Regions from separate parts of the Anser cygnoides genome. Here region 1 is linked to region 2. Evidence: chromatin contacts called from public Hi-C data. All regions are on one chromosome and are shown on one strand. Each heading gives the region's core, a stretch centred on a gene start, on an enhancer-like site or on the middle of the called end of the contact. The rest is flanking DNA. Distances are from core to core; before and after follow the strand shown.

The links. A called contact is a pair of places that touch in the nucleus more often than the background predicts.
Region 1: a contact with region 2 is called in a Hi-C map of liver, with 2.6 times the contacts expected there. The contact joins the promoter of FJX1 here to the enhancer-like site in region 2. A contact is called at or near these places in 3 of 7 Hi-C or Micro-C datasets (granulosa cells and liver).

Annotation. Positions count from the first base shown.
Region 1 is chr5:17,094,152-17,097,678 of Taihu_goose_T2T_genome, forward strand. It overlaps FJX1 (four-jointed box kinase 1), which reads right to left and starts at 1,891. Exons shown (of 1, transcript XM_048045828.2): 1 at 1-1,891. The coding sequence starts at 1,745. The coding sequence ends at 582.
Region 2 is chr5:16,959,162-16,962,394 of Taihu_goose_T2T_genome, forward strand. The region is part of intron 2 of LDLRAD3 (low density lipoprotein receptor class A domain containing 3); the gene reads right to left. Among named protein-coding and RNA genes, the nearest start is that of LDLRAD3, 48 kb to the right of the region's middle. Within about 2 kb of position 1,775, at least 1 of the 3 cell types and tissues checked has open chromatin away from gene starts, as enhancers often do.

The sequences.
Region 1 (3,527 bases), core at 641-3,140, 140 kb after region 2:
GGTTCAGGAAGCAGCTGGGAGGCAGCAGGGCCGTGTCACTCACCGGGGCCGGCGGAGGTGTGCGCTTCTTTTTCCAGGCTTGGGCACATAGTCGGGACAAAACAGACAAAACATCGGGCACGCTTTACTGAACCATCAGTTTCTTTAGTATGTCACAGAAAGGCTTATGAACATTTATAATGTACATAAAAGGCAGACTTTGTAAAATAAAAAGGTCCTTTTTTTTATAAAAAATTAAAAAGTCAAAGTAAAGTGCATGGGACAGTTTCGTTCTCCGCTTTAACTATCACATCAAAGTCTTGGCACGCAGCGATGCGTCTGGAGCCTGGGAGATCCTCTTCCGTCCCCCACGCGCCGGTTACGTTACGGGTCAAATCAAAGGATGGCGACGATCACGAACACACACCGGGGATCCGAGCAGTCGAACCAGGAGCGCCCACGACACAGACTAACAGCTACCGGGACGGGGGCTTTCTACACGCTTCCTTCTCAGCGGCGACATCCAGCAACCGCCCGAGGGGGGGTCCCTGGGTGCGTGGGACCACCACCGGCACCCGGCTTCGGGCACCCCGCGGCGGGGGTCAGAGCGCGGCGGCCTGCGCGCGGCAGTGGGCGATGTGGCGGTGCACGAAGTCGACGCGGGCCTGCAGCAGCTCGGCCTGGCGCTCCGAGAGGAACCCGAGGTGGGCCCAGAGGGGCTCCCGGGCCCGGTAGCGGCGGCGCAGCTCGGCGGCGGCGCTGCGGCGGCGGTGCAGCTCGGCCACCCGCCTGGCCGTGCCCTCGCGGAAGACGCAGACGGAGCGCAGCAGCGGCTCGTGGTAGGGGTCCCAGACGGCGAGCAGGCGGTAGCCGTGCACCAGCCCGGCCTCGTTGTCCATGAAGACCAGCCCGCCGTCGGGGCCGCGCAGCAGGTTGCTGGTGGCGCGCCGCATGACGCGCGGGTCCCACTGCAGGCTGAAGAGGTTGCTGGCCAGCCGGTCGAAGTTGGCCGTCAGGTAGTCGAAGAGGATCAGGTCGCTCCACTGCACCAGCTCCACCAGCTGCGCCGCGGGCAGCCCGCCCAGCTCCGCCGCCGACAGCGCCCGCGGCCGCCGCCCGCCGCCCGCCTCGGCGCCCCAGGGCGCGGGGGCCACCACGGCCGTCAGGTTGTCCACCCAGCGCGTCAGGCTCACCACGGCGCCCTCGGCCCACAGCGAGCCGCGCAGCTCCTCCCGCACCGGCTCCCACTGCCGCCCGCGGGGCTCCACCAGCGCCAGCGCCATGGGCGGCAGGCGCTGCTGCATGCCCAGCACGCCGGCCAGGTGGTAGGACAGCGCCTCGCCCTGGATCTGCTCCGGGCTCACCCCGTAGCGCACGCAGGCCCGGCTCCCGTCCGACAGCCGCGCCAGCCGGTTCGAGCTGCGCCCGCAGCCGCCGCGCTCCAGCGACGACACCCGGGCGGCGCGGGCGGCCGCCGGCCACGACGCCGCCTCCTCGGCCGCGAAGCCCGGCGGCACCCGCGCCTCCAGCTCCCGGCTCCAGAAGATGCCCCGCCGCACCGGCGCCGCCCGCCCGGCCGCCTCCTCCTCCTCCTCCTGCTGCTGCTGCTGCTCCCGGCCCACGGCCAGCAGCGCCCGGAAAGTTTTCTGCCCGCCGCGCCGGGGCTCGCCCCGCTCCGGCCCGGGCGCCGGCGGGGGCAGCGCGCAGAGCCCCAGCAGCGCGCCCAGCGCCAGCAGCCCCAGCGCGGCGCGGCCGCCCCGCTCCATGCCGCCCGCCGCCGCCTCACGCTGCGGGACGCGGCGCGGACCCGGCCCCGGCCCCGGCCCCGGCGCGGCGCTGCCCCATGGCGGCGGGGAGCGGAGCCGCTGCGAGCCCGGCCCGGCCCGGCGGCAGCCCCGCGCCCTGTGCGCCCAGCCCCGGCAGCGGGGGGCCCCGCGCCGCCCCCGGCACCGCCCCTAAAAGCGGCGACGCGGCGGTGGGGCCGGGCCGAGCCCCCCGCCCGCCCCCGTGAGGCGCCAGCGCCCCCCGCAGGGCCCGGGCCCGAGCTGCAGCCGCCGCCGGCCGGGGAAGCCGCGGGGCCCTGCGCCCCGCCGCCCGCCCGTGTCAGCCGCGGGCCCGGCAGGCGGTCGACAGGCCGAGCCCCGGCCGGCTGCGGCCGCACCGCCTCCACAAGCCCCCGGGGCAGGGCCGGGGCCCCGAGCCGCCCCGCCGCCAGGTGTGTGGGCACCGCAAGCTCCCCAGGCCTGCGCCGAGGAAGGGAGAGGTGGCCCCTGCCCAGACCCAGCGTCCTAGCACGTGGAAAGGCAACAGTTTCTGGCTTCCCCCTGTTGCTTCTTAAATTAAATCATTTTAGCTGCTATGTGAAGCCAGGCTCTGAGTAACTAGCACCTCTGGTTTGGGGGATACCTGATCCTGCATTTAACTCACCTCAATGCCAAGCCCATGAGTGCAAAGAGTGCTGTACCAGGCTCTGAGGGGCCATGAGCTCCTCCCCTGGACATGGCAGCACGGTGAGCATCTCCCAGCAGCACAACGCACCAAGTCCTTTCTCTGCCTCCAATTCTGGTGCCAGATCCTGGCTGAGGTGGTATTAGGGCATCTTGCCCTAGTGCAGCACCAGGACTCTAGATTGCAGCCTCCTACAGCCCTTTGCGCAGCTCCTTCCCACTGGGAGAGCTTCTCCAGATCAGCCTGCCCTCTTCTTCTTCCCTACCCATCACCTTCCCCAGCACTGCTCTCCCTGGGCAGCTCCTTCTCACTCCTATTTAGTAGCTCTGGCTCCTGGCAGTCAGCTGGTGCCAATGAGCTCCCGAAGCAGTACCTCCGTTTGTATTTATCTTTAAAGGTACCAGCCCAGGCTGCCCTCAGGAGAGGTGCAGGTGGCTGTGCTGCGTGTCTGCACCCGTGGGGCTGGGCTCAGTCCTGGTGATGTGAAAGGGGCTGCAGGTGGGGAAGTGATGCTCCTGCTTCCTCAGTGCTGCATGTTTCCATCCCCCTGTGCTTCCACCCTTTGTGTTTGTGTCACTGGATCACTGCCCACCTGGAACAGCCCTCGGTCATGCTGCTGGCATGTCTCGCTTCTGCCCTTGGCAAGGGAGCTGCCCCGGGCAGGGGGAAGAGCTGCGCCTGCAAAAGCTTCGAGTACGGATGCAGGGCTACCAGCAGAGCAGCGCTGCTGGCAGTGCGGCTTGGTTCTCCTGGGGAAGGGTGGGACTCTTGGAATAAACTCTGCTGGCAAACGCTTGGTGTGCAGAGATGTTATGTGCTTCGTGTCACTATACGTTACGTCCTTCCTAGGAGCACTCTGCACAAACACAACAGCGGTGCAGTCCGCGTGTGTGCCTGGCCGTGGCTCGGTCAAGGTGGATTTGTGCGTCTCAGCCTAAAAGCATCCCTCGTGGTGAGGCACCCCAGCACCTGAAGGGCAGGGTTCCCTTCTTACTTCGGGAGGCAGGGCTGGAGAAGGCATTACATAGCAGGGAGATGAGCGTTAGAGACCTTGCCCTTCAGGTGTGGGGGCAGTTTCTGGAAGTATTTTACAAACATGT
Region 2 (3,233 bases), core at 525-3,024:
CACTTAGCACGGATGATGTGCCATGCTCTGAATCTGCACCATCTGCTGCTCGTTAGCTGACAAAGGCAGCAACGTGCCATCTCTCCACTAGCTGTTGCTCATTAGCTGACAAAAGCCGTTTTCAGTGATCACATTGTTCTTTCGGTAATAGTCTAATACAAAGAAGTACAAAAGAGCAAAGAAAGGAGGAAACAAAGATGACAGAGTACATTAGGAGCTTAACTAAGAACATTATTGTACTCCCAAATCTCCCAGAGAAAACCCTCCCAGCAGCGGGACGGAGGCCTCGGCCCCGCAGGAATATGTCAGCAGGCAGGTATATCGGACAGCATTACAGATAATCCGTGTACCTCAAAATGCTTTGAAACATCCAAAAATATTTTTAGGCTCTTCCTCATCAGATTCTCTCACGTGTAACTCTGGATCTTCTACACCTGCTAACAGACTGGGAATGCTGAGCAGCTGACAGCACACAGCGCCCATCCTGACCCGCGCCAGCGCTACGCTCCAGGCGTACGTACGCCTGGGATATAGCTGGAGCACGATCCAGGAGCTATGCAGTCAACAACTGAATGCTCCCCAGGAAAGTCCTGTTGGTAAAGACTCTGCTCCTGTCAAGAGGAGCCTCAGCTACCATTACAGAGCATGTACACAGCTACAGAGCAATAGTAGCAGCAACTAAAAGCCCACCAGCGTTCAAAGGAGAACTGCACGAGCAGTACGTGAGCTCACAGGCCAGCTAACAATCCAACGGATGAGAAATGGCAGAGCCAGGGGAACAACTTACAGAAAGCTTCTCCATTCTGAGAGATGCACTGAAGGAAGTTATTTGCACTACTGAGAACAAGAAATACTCCGAAACATTTACACTGACATGGTCAATTGCTTTCCAAGCTCAGTTAGTGGCTTGGAGGAAGAGCCAAAGAGATGCTCTGCTTCAAGGAGAGGCATTTCTCATTTACAACAGTAAGTCCCTGTCTCAGCTTCTTCCCTCCCTCTTATGCCTTTTCTCAACCCTCCTGCCTGGATAAAACTGGATGAAGTTTTTCTGTTGCCAAGTCACCATGACATAAGGAAGAGTAAAGATATTCTGTGTGCCAAACAGCGTACAGACAGCTGGCATGGGAAGTGTTAAACTGATCACAGGTCAGGGCAGAGAGGAAGCCAGGAACACGACAGATGGTATGGGTTCTGGCAAATGCAGAAGATGAAGAAAAAACCCACAAGCAAAGTGACGTGGTTAACAGAGAAGGTCCTCCACACAGAAGACAGAAAAAGCACAAGTGGAACAGAAGGAAGAGCAGATATGAATGGACAAAGCATACATAATTCTGCTTTTGCAGAATTCCTCCAAATCAAGAACCAGCATTTTTCACACAACGGCTGCAGAAAACAAAAAGCAGAACTTCAGAGTGTAAGTTTTCATCTCCGAAGGGTAATAAACAGAACAAAATGGCACAGTAATGGAATGCATCAGATATTGCTGGGCACCCATGTTCAACCATAAGGCAATCCAAAAGGGAGGGAAAGACGTTGCACTTGACGGCACACGTGTGAAACTGCCTCCGTGGGCACGCCAAAACACAGCGCACTTGCTTCACAAAGATATCAGCCTGCAGGACCATCTGAATCCAGCAAGCAAGCTCCTATTCACACACAAACATTTTAAAGCAAGGTTAAAGCCTTTAAATGTGAAGTAGTTAGTCGATGAGGAATCACAGACAAAGCAGCTTAAAGCATGGCTCAGGGTAGTAACACACTGGGAACTCAGCCATCTCGTGCTGCTAATGCAACTCCTACGGCTTTGTCTCCACTATCAACAGCTCAGCTAATGCAAAGCAACATCACAGCAGAAAACAAAGGGCTCTGCTTTTGCTGCAAGGTAAGCTGTAGTAAGCAGAGCCCTGTTCTGATAGGAGGAAGGTAACAAAGCCTAGCCTAAAACAATTTTAAAAAAATAACGCTTTCTACCTATACACAAACACACACGCCCCTCAAGCCTTGTGATCCTAGAGCAGCACTTTCAGGCACAGCTGCCCTCTCTTAAGGAACTTGGCACTAGTAACCAATACTGCTGGTGCAGCGACACAGCCAGATGTGACACACGCACATCTTGAGTGCCAACCTGCTCAATTTCCCACTGCTGTTTCTGCAGTCAGGAGGCTCAGTTCTTAGGCTCCTACACCCCTCTCTCCCCAACACTAAGGACCTGCACATTAACAACACTACATATCTTTAAAAGTCGCTTGCTTCAGCTTCAATCACTGGAAAGTGATTATATATTAGGGGGAAAAAAATCTTGGAAGGGATATACAAACACTGGAGCAGGATTCCAGTGAGGCTGTGGACTCTTCACCCTTGGAGATGCTCAGCAATTGAGCAGACAAGGCTCTGAGCGACTCTGATCCACACTAGTCCTGCTTTGAGCAGGCAGCTGGACCAAAAGACTTCCAGAATCCTTTCCAGCTTAAATTAATCTATGAACCTCTCTTTACAGATTGGCACAAGCTGGAGAGGGGGAGAAGAGACAAGTGATTTTTCATCCTCCACCGTTCCCAAACGAAATGCCTTTCAGTGCTTAGCTCTGACCTAGAAACTCTCTACCACCACTTTTGGATTGCTTAAACTGATCCAAATTTTCATCACCATGTAAAAGACTGGTTGGTGACAACTATAAGAATATCTCAGAAGAGTTGGCCCATTTTCAAAATTCATCACAAAAGCAAAAGAAACTTTTTTTGTGGCACTCACTATACCCACATATTTAAGAGACTGAATTGGCCCTCGTAAGCTTATCAGCAAGTCCAGAAGTCTAGGTGCTTAGTGGGATTCAAAATGGGATATTTCCCGGGTTAGAAGGATCATCCACCCTCGAGACAGTAAACCAGCTTCCTGAACTCAGTCATAAGCCAACAACTAACACCACGAAGCCTTTCCAGCCTCCTTCATAACTCCGTAATTCTGCCTCCCAGGCAGACAGCTCTTGTCCCTTTGCCACACCTGCCAATGAAGGGGACCCTGGTGACGAGATCATTTCTCTTGTGAACTTTGTGACCACTGACATGGTCCTAAACAGGAAAACGCAAACACACACACACACACACACCTTGACTCTGAAAGGAGCACGGGGCGTAGCACCCCACAAAGAGCGGCTGTTAAAAGCTGTCTAGTAAAACAGAGAGGAAGGAGATGCAAAACAGGCAGCTTGAAACTCTCTGGATGCATTACAGAGC